Regions from separate parts of the Danio rerio genome. Here region 2 is linked to region 1. Evidence: chromatin contacts called from public Hi-C data. All regions are on one chromosome and are shown on one strand. Each heading gives the region's core, a stretch centred on a gene start, on an enhancer-like site or on the middle of the called end of the contact. The rest is flanking DNA. Distances are from core to core; before and after follow the strand shown. Region 1 holds the start of abi2b (abl-interactor 2b). Region 2 overlaps itm2ba (integral membrane protein 2Ba).

Region 1 (4,366 bases), core at 516-3,015:
CAGTATAGGAACGGTATTACAGAAAAGTTTTGCCGGTTTTAAAACCGTGGCATTTCAAAATTGCAGTATCCCTTAAAAACGGTTATCGTCTCATGCCTAATATACAATAGTTCTTAGAACTACAGTTTAACTAACGTAGACTAACCATGTTAAGTACACTTTTCGCCATTCAGCAAACTCAAACGACCACTCCTCCATCATTGAAAGCCAGATCATTCTCTGAGTGAATAGCTACTGCCCAATCCAAATTTTGATTGATGTCTTTTGGACCAGTAGTTTTTGAGAAAAGACTGCCTATGCATGTGTACAGAAGATGAGGTATTAATGATGCTCCATTTAGATTAAAATAGTGTTCCGTACAGGGCGCATAACTTCATTTCACCGGCAAAAATGGACATTGTTTTAAGTCTTATTAAAAACCAACGTCAGAATATACTATTATTGTTTAACTTGAAATTAATGTTAAATTTAAAAACTTTTTTTATAAATTATATAATTTTCTCTGAAACACATGGTAGGTGGGAAATAAAAATTACACAGATTTATAGCTTGTTGATGACCCGTAAGTATTTATTCAGAGACTGGCGTTAAAAGGTCTTTAATTATTTAATTTGTCTATCACAGTTATTTAATTTGTCTATCACAGCATGACTATATAGACCAGTGGTCACCAAACTTGTTCCTGGAGGGCCGGTGTCCAGCAGATTTTAGCTACAACCCTAATCAAACACACTTGAACAAGCTAATCAAGGTCTTACTAACTAGGTATACTTGAATCATCCAGGCAGGTGTGGGTGTGTTGAGGCAAGTTGGAGCTAAACCCTGCAGGGACACAGGTCCTCCAGGACCGAGATTGGTGACCCCTTATATAAACCAACATATATTACAAACTAGTTATTGTAACAATGCAGCCGAAACTGTATGCATGTATAAAAAGATATCGGAGTAGAAGTAAACTGCATCGATTAATCGCGATAGTAACGTAACCTTACCAAAAAATATCCTCCTAACATAACATCATCCACACATCTCTATCGACCATGTACAACCCTAAACAACACTCTATTAATAAAAAGGGGGTAAAACCACAAATTTAAGAAACATTTGAAATAAAAACAGCACATTTATTAAGTTAAAAACACTGCACATAAGCTTTCAGCATTTAGCAGCGAAGCTAACTTCAAAAACACATAAATGTTTTCATAGAGATTTACTCATAAATATACCGCTTTAAATAATATAACTGTTAACCATTAATAATCACAAAAGTGCAGTAGGGGTTCGTTTGTATTAAACGTAAGTTAAAGGTAAAATAAATAAACCGTTTTTGTGTGATACATTTGAGGTTTACACATTGGTTTCGCTTCGATTAGCGCGTTAGCTTATTAGCTCAGCGTTTGAGGCCCCATTTCTGTACAAAAACAGTGAACATGGCTCTCAAACGCCCAAAAAATGTGTTAGATGATGCTTTCGAACATTATAAACCATAATGATTTAAATGCGGCAACGACATGTGTTGAATTTAGTCCATTTCGTTTTACCGTAACTCGAAAACACAAGCTGTCGGATCATTCATCTCTCTTGTCATTTTTTGCGCGTATCTCGAATATTTGTACGGCGTTTAATGTTGTCACCTGTATGTAGTTGCTCTCGCAGTACTCGGCGACTCTCTCTAGGTTGGCGTAGCTGTCCAGCAAAGCTCCTCGACCAGCAGGAATCTCCTCTTCCAGCAGCATCTGCAGCTCCGCCATCTTCACATTTTACTGATGCATGCAGGAGGAAAACACCACCATCACACTCCCTCTCCCTCACTGATGCATGCAGGAGGAAAACACCACCACACTAACCCTCTCTCTCTCTCTCTCTCTCTTTTACACACACTCAAAAATATTTCCTCCTCCCCTATACGTTTCGTTCTATTCCTCTCACTGTCCCCCCTGTGTCATTTTGTGGATAGTTATGATGCTCCAACATGAAAATGGTTTAGGCCAAATCATCTGGCCACAATATTTACAGATAAATGAGCAGATAGATTGATAAATAGATGGACAAAATGACTTACAGACATATAAATGGACAGACAAACACAATAGATATATAGAAAAATCCACTGAAATGGACCATTAGATGGATGGATAACATTAGGCAAGATAAATAGACAGGAAGATAGATAGATAGATAGATAGATAGATAGATAGATAGATAGATAGATAGATAGATAGATAGATAGATAGATAGATAGATAGAATTAGGAAAGATAGACAAATAGATAAATGAGTGGATGGATAGAATTAGGCAAAATAAATAGGACACATGGATGGATGGATGGAATTAGGAAAGATAAATGATGGATGGATGGATGGATGAAAAGAATTAGGCAAGATAAATAGGACAAATGGATGATGGATAGGTGGATAGAATTAAGAAGAATAAATAAATGGACAAATGGTTAAACAGATGGATAAATGGAATTAGGCAAGATTGATAGACGGACAAATGGATAAACTAATAGATGGATAGATGGATGGATGGATGGATGGATGGATGGAATTAGGCAAAATAAATAGATGACAAATAGATAAACGGATAAACAAACACACAGACAAATAGATGAGAGAGAGATAGATAGATAGATAGATAGATAGATAGATAGATAGATAGATAGATAGATAGATAGATAGATAGATAGATAGATAGATAGATAGATAGATAGATAGATAGGCAAGATAAATAGGACAAATGGATGGATGGAATTAGGCAAGATAAATAGATGGATGGATGGATGGACAGATAGAAAGAATTAGGCAAGATAAATAGGACAAATGGATGGACGGATGGATGGAATTAGGCTAGATTAGGATAGATGGATAGATAGAAAGAAAGAATTAGGCAAAATAAATAGGACATAGATGGATAAATGGATAGAATTAGGATGAATAAATAGATGGACAAATAGTTAAATAGACGGATGGATGGAATTAGGCAAGATTGATAGACGGACAAATAAACTGATTTATAGAATTAGGCAGATAGATAGATAATTAGATAGATAGATAGATAGATAGATAGATAGATAGATAGATAGATAGATAGATAGATAGATAGATAGATAGATAGATAGATAGAGACTAAATTAGGCAAAATTAATAGATGGACAAATGGATAAACGAATAGATGGATGCTTGATGGATGGATAGAATTAGGCAAAATAAAAAGGACAAATAGATGGAAGGATGATGGCTAGAAAGAATTAGGCAAGATAAATAGATGAAAAATAGATAGACAGACAGACAGACAGACAGACAGACAGACAGACAGACAGACAGACAGACAGATAGATAGATAGATAGATAGATAGATAGATAGATAGATAGATAGATAGATAGATAGATAGATAGATAGATAGATAGATAGATAGATAGATGGTTGGACATAGACTGACTAATCCATCGAGAGAGGATGAATGAATAGATGGATAGATAGACAAATATAAGTAATAGCTAGACTGATAGACAGGCATAAACTGACAGAAGCACACTTCTTTTTTTATTAGTATAGAAAATTGCAGTTAAACACTGATCATTTCTGGAATGTTGTTGTCCAAAGCACTTCAAAAGAATGAAGCTCTAAAAACTGTGGCGAATAGTGTTAATAACCTGGACATTGCTTTGATCTTATAAATTGCTCAACCACACTGCATGTAAACCATGTGATCATTCATGTGTAATTCCCATCCTCCAGAGGGCGCTGTTTCATGGATGTTGGAGTGGTTCAGTTTCTCTTGCTGACCGTGATCCAGGTGTCATCTTTGGGTGTGGTCACCAGCTCATACCGGGCCTCAACCACCTGCCCGTCCACCCTGTGCATTCTCAACCTGCGCACCAGTGTGCTGAGCAGCACTGTGGCCACTGTGTATGCAAATCTACACAGAGAAACAAAACAGCCAGAGAGAGAATAGTTAAGTAGTATGAATCTGCTCATCATTTACTCACCATCAGCATGATTAGACCCTATAATAAATAAAGTGTTCAACATTAATATGTACACCCCCCCCCCCTTGATAGTCATTGGCTGCTAATATGATTTCCCCATTCAAAATTTGCAAATAATATTCATTCATTCATTTTCCTTCGACTCAGTCTCTTTATTCAACAGGGGTTGCCACATCGGAATGAACGGCCAACTTATACAGCATATGTTTAACACAGCGGATGCCCTTCCAGCTGAAACCCAGTACTGGGAAACATCCATACACACATACACTACCACCAGTTTACTTTATTCAGATTACCTACAGCGCATGTCTTTGGACTGTGGGGTAAACTGTAGCACTCAGAGGAAACACGCAAAATGCAAATAAAACTTT
Region 2 (4,366 bases), core at 846-3,345, 42 kb before region 1:
AGAAGCTTATTTACGCACACATTAACATAATTGCTTCATCTGATTCCACAAAATAAATGACCTATACAAAAACGGTAAAATCCCTGTTTTTCCTGTCTGCTTTAGAGACTGACAGCCTATCTGGATCTGCGCCTGAACAAATGCTACGTCATCCCTCTCAACACCTCCGTCGTGATGCCTCCCAAAGACTTTCTGGAGCTTCTGGTCAACATCAAGGTATCTTATATTGGAACATCATTTGCTCTTCTTGAACTTCTGGAGCTGTCTAACTAGACATTTAAACAGTGGCCAAATGTTGTCTAGGCTTTTCAGCAGTAGTACGATGATCAAGCATGAGAGTGTAACTGTGTCTGCAGGCTGGAACATACCTGCCGCAGTCCTACCTGGTTCGTGAGCAGATGATGGTGACTGGGAAAGTGGAGCATGTGGATGAGCTGGGTTACTTCATCCATGGCCTGTGCAGAGGGAGAGACACTTACAAACTGGAGCGCAGAGAGACCGTTTTGGGTAAACGCACAAACTTGTTTGACCAGAATTGTGGCAAGACTGGCGTTGTGCTTGTCTTAACTTGAAAACTGAAAGTAAAACATTAGTTTGCTGGTTTGCATTTTTTTACTAGTAAGTTTTGGACTTTTTATGATTTTTTGGGGGTTGTTTTGGGTATAATGGAACATCTTTTTATGCATTTAAAAAAAAAAATTAATTTAGTTTTGGCAAATATATGATATACTTTTATATAAATTTATTAATTGTCCTAGTGAGCTTTAGATTTTCTATGAATTTTGTTGGGTTGTTTTTATAACTTTTTGTTGTTGTTTTGAACTTACAAGTGAGTTTTGAACAATATATGAATCAGTGTTTCCTCTAGGATTTTTTCCAGCTGTGGCGGCAGGCCTTTTTTTTACTCTGATCTACCAACTACCTGTGGCGTTATTTTAATGACAAATGTTGTGAGCGCAGTATTAGAAGGCGAGATCGCATTTATGTAATAGCCTACCCTACAGCACGCGGATCTCTTTGCTTGCGCGCCGATTTCCTCTGCTCGTGCACAAAACACGCCCCCTCAAATATAAGCCTCTTCCAAGAGCGTGCAGATCTTCTTGTGCGCTCTCAAATAAACGCTGCCGATTTAGTGCGTTTATGTAACGAGTATGTCTCCAACATTTATTAGATTTCATAGGAATATTTATGAATGTCTCTAATAGGCCTACAGGGCGATATTAATGTGTCCTGAAGTAAAGTGAACCTGTCAGTCAATCAATCTGTCAGCAAGTAACCTTAACGGGGTAAACAAATAATGCACAGCACTACTACGGTTACAGAGAAGTTTGCGCTGTTATAATTCAATCATCTTTTAATACGTTTTGGTGCGATTATTACCCGCTATTAAAAAAATTAAATGTTTTGAATGAGAAGCTAAAATGTAGCCGTGGCGGGATGAATTTTGTCGTGGCGCCCCGCCATGAACGAATGAATGTAGCAGAAACCATGCGAATCATTTTTGTCAACTTTTGACCCTTTTGTAATTTTTCCATGTGATTTTTGCCTGTTTATGAATTTTCTAGTGACAAATATAATGTCTGATTTTTCAACTCTCGTGATTACGTTAAGCATGTCAAGAGTCCACAAGCTCGATTCACATCATTCGCGCCGCCTCATTCACGCGAATAGCGCCGTAGGATGACGCTTAACGCTTTATCCGCGTCTGGTGTGAACGTACCATTGCAGTTAGTTAGTTTTTTTTTATTTAAAATTGTGTATATTTTCTGGAGCTTCATATCAGTATGTTAGTATAATTACTATTTATAATACAAAACTATTATATTTTTATACAAAAAAAAATCTTAATTTTTTTTAAATAATCATTTTGTTTGTTTTTCGTTTGTTTGTTTTTACATACATTCACCTTACAATATTACTCTTGTTTTTTTGCAGGCATCCAGAAGAGAGAGGCTCTGAACTGCCACAAGATCCTCCACTTTGAGAACAAGTTTGTGGTGGAGACTCTGATCTGTGAGCAGTAGAGCAGTGGACAGCGCCGGCTTAACCACTGACAAATTCCACTCTGACCCTTCCTGTCCTTCTATTAAACCTCTTCCTGTTTCCCCCGTTTGTGTGTGTGTGTGAGAGTGTATGTGTGTGCGTGAGCTCTGAGTTTCTCTGTATAGCAACAATCAAAACGACAGAGAGAGAGAGAGAGAATGTGACTGAACGCCAAGAGCAATATTCTGTGTAGAGATATCTGTGTAGGCAAACATTTGGACCAGTTTCTCTCTCTTAGTAAATGTTTTTTTTTTTTTTCGTGTGTGTGTGTGTGTCTGGGTTTCTGTTTCGCGGGGAGTTTAAAGTCTCCAACAGGGTGTGTGGTATATCGAGCGTAAATAGCATATTAAAGGAAAGGACGAAAAAAAGAGCAATGAAATCTATAAAAGATGCACTAAATGTTTAGTGTGCGTTTAAAAACTGTGAACCGTCACAGATACCAGATTATATACTGGGGAAATATATTTGATGAGAGATTTGTGATATACGGCCAATGTAAGAATAAACATATAATGGATTTTTGTACTAGTCACACTTTAAGCCTAGCTTGTTGTTTCAAAAGCCAGATTTCGCTCTGCTGTAAGTTAATACACTGCTACATCACGTCCTATAGTAGAGAAATAAGCGATCTAGAGGACGCAAAACTTCTGTTTGGCTTCTTTTTTTTTTTTTTTTTTTTTTTTAATCTTAGCACAATATCCAGAAGAAGTAAAGCATACGTCAAAATACAGACTAATCAAATGTGTAACTTTTATGTCATTTAGGGACTGCCGAGGCATTGGGTGTAAACTGATGGACGAATTCTGTAAAGGTTGTTGAAATTTACTAAAAAATACCAGTTCAACATGAGGTGGGATGATTTATACTTTGCACATAACCCAAAAGGTTTTAATGTTAAACATATTGCTACTAATAAAAAAATTGACCACTCATTTTGCTTGTTGCTGTTTTTTTCTGCAGAAGAAGTACTCAAGGTTTTTGTGTAAACTCAAAAGGGGGAAGAGAAATGAAAGTTTTCATATTCTAAAAATTTAATTTTTTGGTCAAATGAATATAGAAAAGGTGTTGATAAAACAGATTAGACTAAAGATTAACTATTTATTAAAAGGTCACCTATTTTACCCCTTTTACAAGATGTAGGTTAAGACTTTCTACAGTTTCTCCAGAATGCGTCTTAACGTTTCAGCTCAAAATACAATTCAGATCATTTATTGTAGCCTCCAGAGTCTGTTTATATTGGGATTTTACTCTCTTTATTACAAACATGCTCCATGTAAAAAACTTTTTAAAATTAATAAACATTTAAAAAAGTTGTAACATTTTAATCCCAGTTTATTTGCAAAAACAAGAATGTTCTGTGGACGAGAGTATACATGGTATTATAGAAACATGGCGCCTGTCGATCAATTCAGTGGGCGGAGGGCCTCAAAATCACTGGGATTTGGGGTCTATTTCAACATGATTTTTTTTTTTTTTTTAAAGACTTATTGTGTTTATATTAACTCAATATGACAGTGGACACACTATACCTGCACACAGTTCTGTCCAAACAGCTTACAAAAGATGACTTTCATTATAGGCGACTTTTACAGTTTTTCCCAATTGTTTACACACAATTACTTGTACTTCAGACACAATGACTACAACATGTAACATGATGCACCAACCCCCTGAAACAATTCTGCCAAACTGCAAGCTGCTTTACACTCAAATTCCAGACTTAAAACACACTTTGTTCAAAACACTACACACAATTCTCCACATTTGGCACAATTTTCATGCAGAAAATCTCGTTTTCACAAGGAACACAGTCAATCAAAATTGTAAACTCAGTTGCCCTACTTTGCATACGAACTCATCACATAGGTAAACGCCTGTCACACATGATTGCATGATTTTTTTTTCTGCCTGGGGATGGAAACTGAGCTAAATCCACTTTTTAATTTTTTATTACTGTAACTATTCAGTCAATACTTCTGTTGATGGTATATGTAGACCATGTTATGTGAAACTTTGTGTTGGTTGAAATGAACTGTGTAAACTGTTTTTGTGGGGGAAAATACAGTAAAATATATTTGGTACCGTGAATTGGTGTGTTTTGGCATAAAAACAATATTCTGAAGTATTTTACAATGCACTTATGTAGGCCTTAGTGGACTGTCTGTAATGTGCAACACTGAAAAAAATAGGCTTACAGTAAGTCATTCTGATAAATGGAGAAGAAATGGTCATCGTGTTTCAGCTAAAGCACATCAGTGATCAACTGGTTCTTATAAATGTCTATTCATGTGATGGTTTGTGTGTGTCATTTGAAAACAAAATA

Evidence for each region. Hi-C and Micro-C count contacts between places; a contact is called where the count stands out from the background.
Region 2: a Hi-C map of an unstated tissue shows a contact between it and region 1, with 1.7 times the contacts expected there. The contact joins the enhancer-like site here to the promoter of abi2b in region 1. A contact is called at or near these places in 3 of 18 Hi-C or Micro-C datasets (caudal fin, hematopoietic stem cells and an unstated tissue).

Annotation. Positions count from the first base shown.
Region 1 is chr6:10,930,895-10,935,260 of GRCz12tu, reverse strand. abi2b (abl-interactor 2b) reads right to left here and starts at 1,765. Exons shown (of 9, transcript NM_001045297.1): 1 at 1,635-1,765. The coding sequence starts at 1,751. It overlaps cyp20a1 (cytochrome P450, family 20, subfamily A, polypeptide 1), which reads right to left. Exons shown (of 13, transcript NM_213332.2): 13 at 3,525-3,922. The coding sequence ends at 3,772.
Region 2 is chr6:10,973,395-10,977,760 of GRCz12tu, reverse strand. itm2ba (integral membrane protein 2Ba) reads left to right here. Exons shown (of 6, transcript NM_199646.1): 4 at 106-216; 5 at 357-507; 6 at 1,936-2,975. The coding sequence ends at 2,024. Among named protein-coding and RNA genes, the nearest start is that of itm2ba, 11 kb to the left of the region's middle. Within about 2 kb of position 2,095, at least 15 of the 62 cell types and tissues checked have an H3K27ac peak or open chromatin away from gene starts, as enhancers often do. A contact at or near this core is called in caudal fin, where this site is marked.